3 separate regions of the Macaca mulatta genome follow, and regions 1 and 2 are each linked to region 3. The links are chromatin contacts, called in public Hi-C maps. All regions are on one chromosome and are shown on one strand. Each heading gives the region's core, a stretch centred on a gene start, on an enhancer-like site or on the middle of the called end of the contact. The rest is flanking DNA. Distances are from core to core; before and after follow the strand shown. Region 1 holds the start of MRPL35 (mitochondrial ribosomal protein L35). Region 2 holds the start of RNF103 (ring finger protein 103). Region 3 holds the start of KDM3A (lysine demethylase 3A).

What was found. Hi-C and Micro-C count contacts between places; a contact is called where the count stands out from the background.
Region 1: a Hi-C map of fetal cortex germinal zone shows a contact between it and region 3, with 2.9 times the contacts expected there. The contact joins the promoter of MRPL35 here to the promoter of KDM3A in region 3. A contact is called at or near these places in 2 of 14 Hi-C or Micro-C datasets (fetal cortex germinal zone and fetal cortical plate).
Region 2: a contact with region 3 is called in a Hi-C map of fetal cortex germinal zone, with 3 times the contacts expected there. The contact joins the promoter of RNF103 here to the promoter of KDM3A in region 3. A contact is called at or near these places in 4 of 14 Hi-C or Micro-C datasets (cortical neurons, fetal cortex germinal zone, fetal cortical plate and 1 more).

Annotation. Positions count from the first base shown.
Region 1 is chr13:38,184,664-38,187,363 of T2T-MMU8v2.0, forward strand. It overlaps MRPL35 (mitochondrial ribosomal protein L35), which reads right to left and starts at 1,320. Exons shown (of 4, transcript XM_015112795.3): 1 at 1,248-1,320. The coding sequence starts at 1,290.
Region 2 is chr13:37,767,593-37,770,292 of T2T-MMU8v2.0, forward strand. It overlaps RNF103 (ring finger protein 103), which reads left to right and starts at 1,278. Exons shown (of 4, transcript NM_001266577.1): 1 at 1,278-2,063. The coding sequence starts at 1,838.
Region 3 is chr13:37,952,179-37,954,878 of T2T-MMU8v2.0, forward strand. KDM3A (lysine demethylase 3A) reads right to left here and starts at 1,438. Exons shown (of 26, transcript XM_077959077.1): 1 at 1,157-1,438; 2 at 23-238. The coding sequence starts at 208.

The DNA of each region.
Region 1 (2,700 bases), core at 70-2,569, 230 kb after region 3:
GGAATAACTTAAATCTGGGAGGCGGAGGTTGCAGTGAGCCAAGATCGTGCCACTGAACTCCAGTTTGGGCAACGAGAGAAACTCCATCCCTCCCCCCCAAAAAAAAAAAAAAATTATATATCAATGAGAAAGCATTACAACTACGCAAAATGAATGAATCTCACAATGTAAAAGGCACTAAAGAGTATATACTGTATGAATTAATTCATGTGAAGTTCAAAACCAGACAAAACTATGTTCTTGAGAGATGCATATATAGATGCTAAAACCTACTATAGGAAAAATAGGCAATCTAATAGTAACTATAAAAATGAGAACAGTGTTTATATCTGGGGGGGAGTAGAGAATTTTGATATACAGGGGAGAGAGGTGGTGCACTGTTTTGACCTGAGTGTTAAACAGGTGTTTGCTTTAGAATTGTTAAACCATTCATGCATACTATATAAAATTTTCTTCGTATGTATTATATTTTGCGAACACAAAAAATACTTCACATAAAAAAAGCTTTTCTCTAACGGGAAAATTTACATCGTTGCTTTTTCTTGACTGATCTCTTATATTCTCCCACAAAATGTTATCCTAACTTAATATATTTTGTGTGAAAGTAACTTACTGAGCATCTTATGGTATTTAGATGATTTTTAACTTTGTGCAACAAGTACTTAACGTGACGGCAACTGAATTTAGTCGCCTTTACTTCTGCTGTCTCTCAGTCAGGAAGTTCTCATGCCAGCCCTTGTGCCGGGGGCTGTAGTTAAAAATTAAATTGGCCTTCAAACTTACCATGTGTCAGGCACTGCCCAAGAGGCTTTACGTGCATTATCTCATTTAATCCCCAGGTAGGTGGTATGACCCCCATTGTAAAGGTATATAATCTGAAGTTAGGAGAAATTAATTCTCAAGGTTAAAGGTCCAGAATGGCGGGTCCTAGCCTCCAAATCAGAAAGTTAGGTGAGACTTTTTGGTCTCCCTCGCCCCCTCCGTTCCAGTTTCTCTGGCTTGTTTTCTAGGGAAGAAAAAGCTGGTAAGGAAGTTGAAAATGCGGGACACACAGGCCCGCGTGAGTCCGAGTCAAGGAACCTGGTACAGGCTGCCGGTCACACCGCCCCAAAGAAAATTGGGCTTAACCCTCTTATCTTAAATAATGACCCTTTTTGCTTGTTAACCTCCCTCTAAACGCCCATTCTATCCCGCACCAGTTCCCCTTCCTGTGAAGGCATGCATGGAGTATGTCGCTCTCCACTGACCTGAAGCTGCTCTCACTGCACCAGCAAAGACAAAGGAAGCCATCTTGCCACCCTCGCCTACGGCGGCCGCTTTGGGTTTAAAAGCACAACCGCAAAGGGAATGAAGGGAAAGCAAGGAGGCGGAGTCAAGGAAGAGGAAAATAACAAAGGAGTTGTCCACTCAACCTTTATTCAATGTGATCTGCCGGGTTCCGCTCTTCGCCGCTGTAAAGAGTGCCTATAGAAGGTTCCACAAAATTTATTATTTAAAAAAATTCTTGGGGCCGGGCACGGTGGCTCACGCCTGTAATCCCAGCACTTTGGGAGGCCCAGGCAGGCGGATCACGAGGTCAGAAGTTCGAGACCAGCCTGGCCAACATGATGAAACCCCCGTCTCTACTAAAAATACAAAAAGCAGCCGGGCGCGGTGGCAAGCGCCTGTAATCTCAGCTACTCGGGAGGCTGAGGCAGGAGAATCGCTTGAAACCGGAAGGCGGAGGTTGCAGTGAGTCGAGATCGCGCCACTGAAATCCAGTCTGGGCGAAAGAGCGAAACTCCGTCTCAAAAAAAAAAAAAAAAAAAGAAAGAAAGAAAAAAAAAAAACAAAAATTCTTGCCGGGCGCGGTGGCTCACGCCTGTAATCGCGGCACTTTGGGCGGCCCAGGCGGGCAGATCACGAGGTCAGCACATTGAGACCATCGTGGCTAACACGGTGAAACCCCGTCTCTACTAAGGGGTACAAAAAATTAGCCGGGCGTGGTGGCACGCGCCTGTAGTCCCAGCTATTCGGGAGGCTGAGGCAGGAGAATCGCTTGAACCCGGGAGGCAGATGTTGCAGTGAGCCGAGATCGAGACACCGCACTCCAGCCTGGGGTACAGAGCGAGATATAGGGGGTGTTACCTTGGAACACTATTGTTGCCAACTTGATCTCCCACCTATGGTGGCCACTTTGAGTCCAAAAATAGGCACATACGCTAGACAAGTATATTGAGACATTCATAAAAATTCTTTGAATTGGCAATGGGAGTCATTGCACACTTTTTTTTTTTTTTTTTTTTTTTTTTGAGACGAGGTCTTGGTCTGTTGCTCAGGCTTGAGCGATCACAGCTCACTGCAGCCTCGACCTCCTAGGCTAAAGCAATCCTCCCACCTAAGCCTCCTGAGTAGCTGAGACTACAGGCACACACCACCACACCTGGCTAATTTTTAATTTTTTTGTAGAGACCTAGCTCTCACTATGTGAGCCCAGGGTGGTCTCAATTGTTTGGTCCTGGAATCAAACATTTCTCCCACCTCGGCCTCCCAAAGTGCTAGGATTACAGGTGTGAGCCACTGAGCCTGGCCTCACTGCACATTTTTGAACAAGTGAGTGATTTGATTTAAATTTTGCTTTTTAGAGACAGGGTCTGAGTGCAGTGGTGCAATCACTGCAGCCTGTAATTCCTGGGCTCAAGGGATCCTCCCACCACAGCC
Region 2 (2,700 bases), core at 28-2,527, 180 kb before region 3:
CAGCCTCCCGAGTAGCTGGGACTACAGGCGTCCGCCACCACGCCCGGCTAATTTTTTTTTTTTTTTTTTTTTTTTTTTTTTTTTTGTATTTTTAGTAGAGACGGGGTTTCACCGTGTTAGCCAGGATCATCTCGAACTCCTGACCTCGTGATCTGCCCGCCTCGGCCTCCAAAAGTGCTGGGATTACAGGAGTAAGCCACCGCGCCCGGCCCATGTACAAAATAAAGCACCCAGAACTTTGCACCTGGACGTATCAACATTCAACAACCTTTGTCCTAGGAACTCAGGGAGTTCACACCAGGCTTTTAACACCCCTGAGACTGAAGGAGGGAAAAGGCTATAACTGGCAGCGACAACTGGGCCTAGGATAACGCTAACTCCAGTTTTGGCCAAACCTCCTCCAACACACATGTGCAAAGCCATATTCTCATGAAGAGGGGGCAAAACATTTGCTTTCTGGGTTTAACCTTCTACCATCTCAAACCAACTGTGCCAAAAATTTCGCTGTTCACCAGGATTCATCAAAAAACGTATATTTCTATTTTTATCGATTTTAAGAGAATAATTAACTGCTCTATTTTTACAGAAAATACACAAAGTGATACAGTCCAAAGACTAATACTCAGACGAAATCAATTGCTAAACATTGGCGGGGCAAAAGAGGAGACCACGCAACAAAAGCACGGACAGGCAACTTTCGGCACCGCGGGAAGGCCCCGACCAGGCTGGGGCTCCGCCTCTCCTCCCACTCTCTGCTCGGTTGTCCAGGAGCCCCGCGGCTCCCCGAATTCCCCGCCCTCCGCCCCTGCGGGCCTGCCCTGCAGGCCCCGCCCCAGCCCCGCCTCGTCCCGACGTCAGTTGTTGTGTCTCAGCTCCGGCCGCGGCCGTCCCTGATCTACGGCTGTGGAGGCTACGGCCGCGGCCTCCGGAGGTGGCGGGGGTGCTGGGGACCCGTGCCGCGACCGGCGCCGCCCATCCGAGCGGGGCAGGCGCTGAGTGGCCGGGAGGCAGCCGGGTAGCCGCCTGGAGGAGCAGTCTCAGGGCCTGTTATTGGTTTTTTCCCACCGAGACCGATTCCCTCTGCAGGGACCGCGACGCCCCATCCTGGGCCGGGCCGCGGTGCCCGCCTGCCTGAGAGGCGCCGCCCGCCAGCCGGCCCGAGCTAACGTGGAGCCGCCGCCGTGCCCGCCGTGCTTCTCGCGGATCCTGGGCGGTCGGCGGGGCCTGGGGCCTGGGCTTCGGGCGCGGCGCTGCGGCGGTCGCTCCTCCCCGCGCAGGACACGCTGGGCCCCAGGCCTGGCCCGGCCGAGCGCCGCGCCCTCCTGACCCGCGGCCGCGGGAGTCCGGCCCCCACGGCCCCTCGGGCCCGGGCCTGCCGCCCGGATCTCCGGCTCCTGGCGAATCTGAGTTATTTTTTGGTCTCTCCCCCTCCCCCTTGAGATCGCGGCGCCGGAGGGCCGACCCCGCCACCTGGGTCAGTGTCCCCCGCAGAGGGAAGCGTCCCTCGTTTTCTTCCCGTGAGCTCTCCCCGCGCCCCTCGCCTCTCGGTGCTTAATGGATGGCGGTTGTGAGTTTTTCCCATTTATTTTTGTCGCCTCTTGACTGGGAGGCCCGGCGCGAGGCTCTGCGCCTCTGCGTCCCTCGTCGCCACCTCACGCCCGCGCAGATCCCGTCACCTGCCTCCCCGTCGCGGATGGCCGGCCAGTGACGGCGCCGGGTGGCCCGCGCGTGGACACGGGGCCCTCGCCCAAGCTGCCACCGAGCCGCTGCCTCCGCCCTCGACCCTTCTCTCTCCCGTATTCCGAGCTCTCTGGAAAGAGAGAAGACGCCAGGGAAGATGTGGCTGAAGCTTTTTTTCTTGCTCCTCTATTTCCTGGTCCTGTTCGTCCTGGCCAGGTTTTTTGAAGCCATTGTGTGGTATGAAACTGGCATCTTTGCCACCCAGCTGGTGGATCCAGTGGCGCTGAGCTTCAAGAAGCTGAAGACCATTTTGGAGTGCCGAGGGTTGGGCTACTCAGGGCTGCCTGAGAAGAAGGATGTCCGGGAGCTGGTGGAAAAGTCAGGCGAGTATCGAGCTTCCCCTAGGGCCCCCTCCACCTGGGAGAGGGGACGACCTGTACCTCCTGGTACCTGGCTGTTCCCCCAGAGTGAGGCCTTCCCTGGAAGGGTTAAAGCTGCCCAGGTTGCTTCGTCCAAGCTTTCTACAATCAAGTATGCGGATCCCAGCTTTGAGGAGGAGGCTGAAATTACTTGGAGGGGTGTTGGTGTATCCTTTTAAGGTTGTCGTAAAATGACAGTTTAAAGTGTGGCTTCTTAGCGTTGTTTACTAAGTTGAGTGATTTTCTCAAAATTCGGGAATATGAACTAGTTACAAACTGGAAAGCATTATTTGTCAGTTGAAGTTCATAAAAACGTAAGAAAAACTCCAAAACGTTGTCTGTCAATAGTAGTATTTGTCACGATAGTAATAATAAGGTACCCAGAGTGGGGACCCATCTTTGGAATACTTACTATCAGAGGCACTTGGGCCTAGGATTTGAATGTTAGTTAAATCATGAGTTTGAATATAGACAGTGTACACCGACTTTAAGTCTGAAAAGGCGAGTAAGTCTGAGTAAGATGAGCATTTTGTATAAATGCTTGCCATGTTCTAGTTTATATTATATTTCTGTTAGGATTTTTTTAAATTTGCATCTTGGA
Region 3 (2,700 bases), core at 188-2,687:
AGAGGCCCGGAGCCGCCTGTACCTTCAGATCTTTCTTGGTAACGTCGGTGTGGGAGACAGCTCGAATGGTCCCGGAGAGCCAGGGCCACTCGGCGACGCGCTCCACGTCCCAGCTGTCGTGGCTGCCGTCGCTGCCGTCTGCTGCGGACAGACTGAGAAATCGCTTCCCCACCAATACCGGCCAACTTTCTCCGAGCGTGAGCACCATGGTTTCCACGCCTGCAGGAAGGGCTCCTCCCTGCAAAAACACAAAAACAAAATGCGACGGGGGCCGCCAGTGGGAGGGGGCCGGGCGGAGACAGCAGGGAGGACGGGCGGAGGGCGCCGAACCCGCGCGAGGACGCGGCCCCGGGCGGACCCGTACCAAGCCCCCCTCCCGCACCTTCCCGCTCCCCGGCGCCCTCCCCTGCCACACACCCGGGCCGCAGCGCCGCGTGACCCTCGCTCTCCCAAGTTTGGCTTCTCTAACAGCTCAAACGCAAACGCAGAGAGAGTGAGAGAAGAATTATCTGCGGCTCGAGTGGATTTGAAAGTGTTCAGCCCTCAGCCCCTAAAAGAAAAGGCCCCCGGTGCACAGCGCCGGTCCCTGGCGGCTGGGTCCCCGCCCCGGGCGGCCCCGCGGGGGAGGGAGGGCGAGCCCGCGATTCCGCACTTGCCCCGCCGCCCAGCCCCGGCGCCCAGCTCCCCGGCCCCCGACCCCCGGGCGCCTGTCTCCCCCGGCCTGCGCCGCTGCCAACGGGCGGCGGGGCCGCGCGCTCAGCGCTTTCACCTTTCTTCCCCCTCTCCCCGCAGCCGAGGCCGCGGCGCTCTTACCCCGCCTCCCGCCTCCCTGAGTCACCAGCGGCAGCCGCCGTTTCCAGCCGCCCAGGCGACTCCAGCACTGACTTGGTTCAAGAGCTCTCACAAGACACGCACAGCCTCCCGGACCCGCCCCCTCGGAGCCGCTTCCGCCGCTCATTGGCTGAGACACAAGATCTGGGCGAGGCTCCGGGGGAAACAGATCATCACCATTGGCCGGCCGGGCGAGGGCGGGGCCAGAGAAAAAAACAATTCCTTGGCTGCCTCCTCCCTTTCCCCCTCCCCCTTCCGACTCCCGGGCGACCCCCATTAGGTTAAAGTACACAGAGAATAAGCCAGTGATCCCTCCGCCACAGACCCATTCTTTCCATTTGTTGCCTCACGGTATGCAAAAAAAAGTCCCGCGAAATCGGTCATCAACTTTGGGACCTAGAGGAAAATTGCCGTGGCGCATAGATAAGACTGAACGGCGAGATCCTGAGCTATAAGTGCCTATTGGATTGTTCTTCAAGTGCGTGGGCTGTCGACCGAAGATGAGCCTTCCACTTCGCGGAAGAATCTCACAGGAAAGGGTGAGGGCGGTGCAGAGTCAGCGGGGGAGGGAAGGGAAGAGAACGTGCGGTTTCAGGCGTACTCAGCTAGAGGGAGGAGCGACAGTGCGCTGGAGGCTCGTGCGCAGGCGCCTCGCAGAGGTTAGGCTGCTGGGCGAAATGGCTGCGGGAGGCGCAGGCGCACGTGGTGCTGATCGTGGAACGTCTGAAGTCCGCCATTTTGAAGGATAAATGAAGAAAGTCGTGGAGTTACTGGATAATGACGTTCATTAAATTTAGAGCAAAAGAGACCTTTGCATACATGTATAATGGGATTTTTTTTCTCTAAAGGGGGATTGAGAAGGTATTCAGAGACTTGCAAAGAAATTTAAAGTAGTTGAAGGCCATAATGAATGATGCAAGAGATGAAAGAGAAGGTGACTTTGAAGGACAAAGCAGTTAAGAGGTGATTGTGTGCCCTGGACCTTAAGTATTTTGATTGATTGAAAAAGAAATGGAATAAAGAAATTAAAGACATGTTCATAAAGGCTGGTGTTTGACATTACATCACATTTAATCCTTAAGAAGAACTCATGCCTCCATTTTGTAAGTGTGAAAACGGATAATCAGAGAATGTTTGGAAACATACAAGGGATTATAGATGCAAATTAACTCTGGATGTTAATTTTCAATATACATATTCTGAATCTGACTTTTAAGTTTTTAAAGTTAATAACACAAGAATTGGATTTATAATCTGCAGACCATTTAAAGGAAGGGAGCTGCTAAATGAAAAAAAAACTTATCCGGCTGAACGGAAGGCAGAATGGGAACGAGATAAGCAAAAGAAACTGGAACATATGGTAAAAATGTTTTTAATGTGAAAAGTAAGTCCAAACATCAGTATTTACAATAAATATAAATGGGTTAATTTCACTCACAAGTTTAAACAGACAATTGGGATTAAAAGGAAAATCCAGTATAAATTGGCCGTAAGCAAACTCTTACAACACAGGAAGCTTGAAAATACTGGGCTAAAATATTTAATCGAATGGTAGCCAAATGAAAGCAATATAGCAATATTAATATAATTAAAAGTATCAAAAGAGAAAGGATTTCATATTAAAGGATAAAGTCCATGAAGACAATATGGTCTTCTGAACTATTATGAATCTAAAAACATGGCCTATCCTAAGCTAATGCTATGAACGATGAGAAATTTTACAAATTTGACAATTTGTTATCAGAATAGAAGACAAATAGCTCAGAAGTATGCAACTCAAATTTAAAATACAAGAGAAGGTATGGAGAACTTAGATAATGTAATTAAATATTAATCTGAAAAACAACTCAAGGGAAAAATTCTACTGAT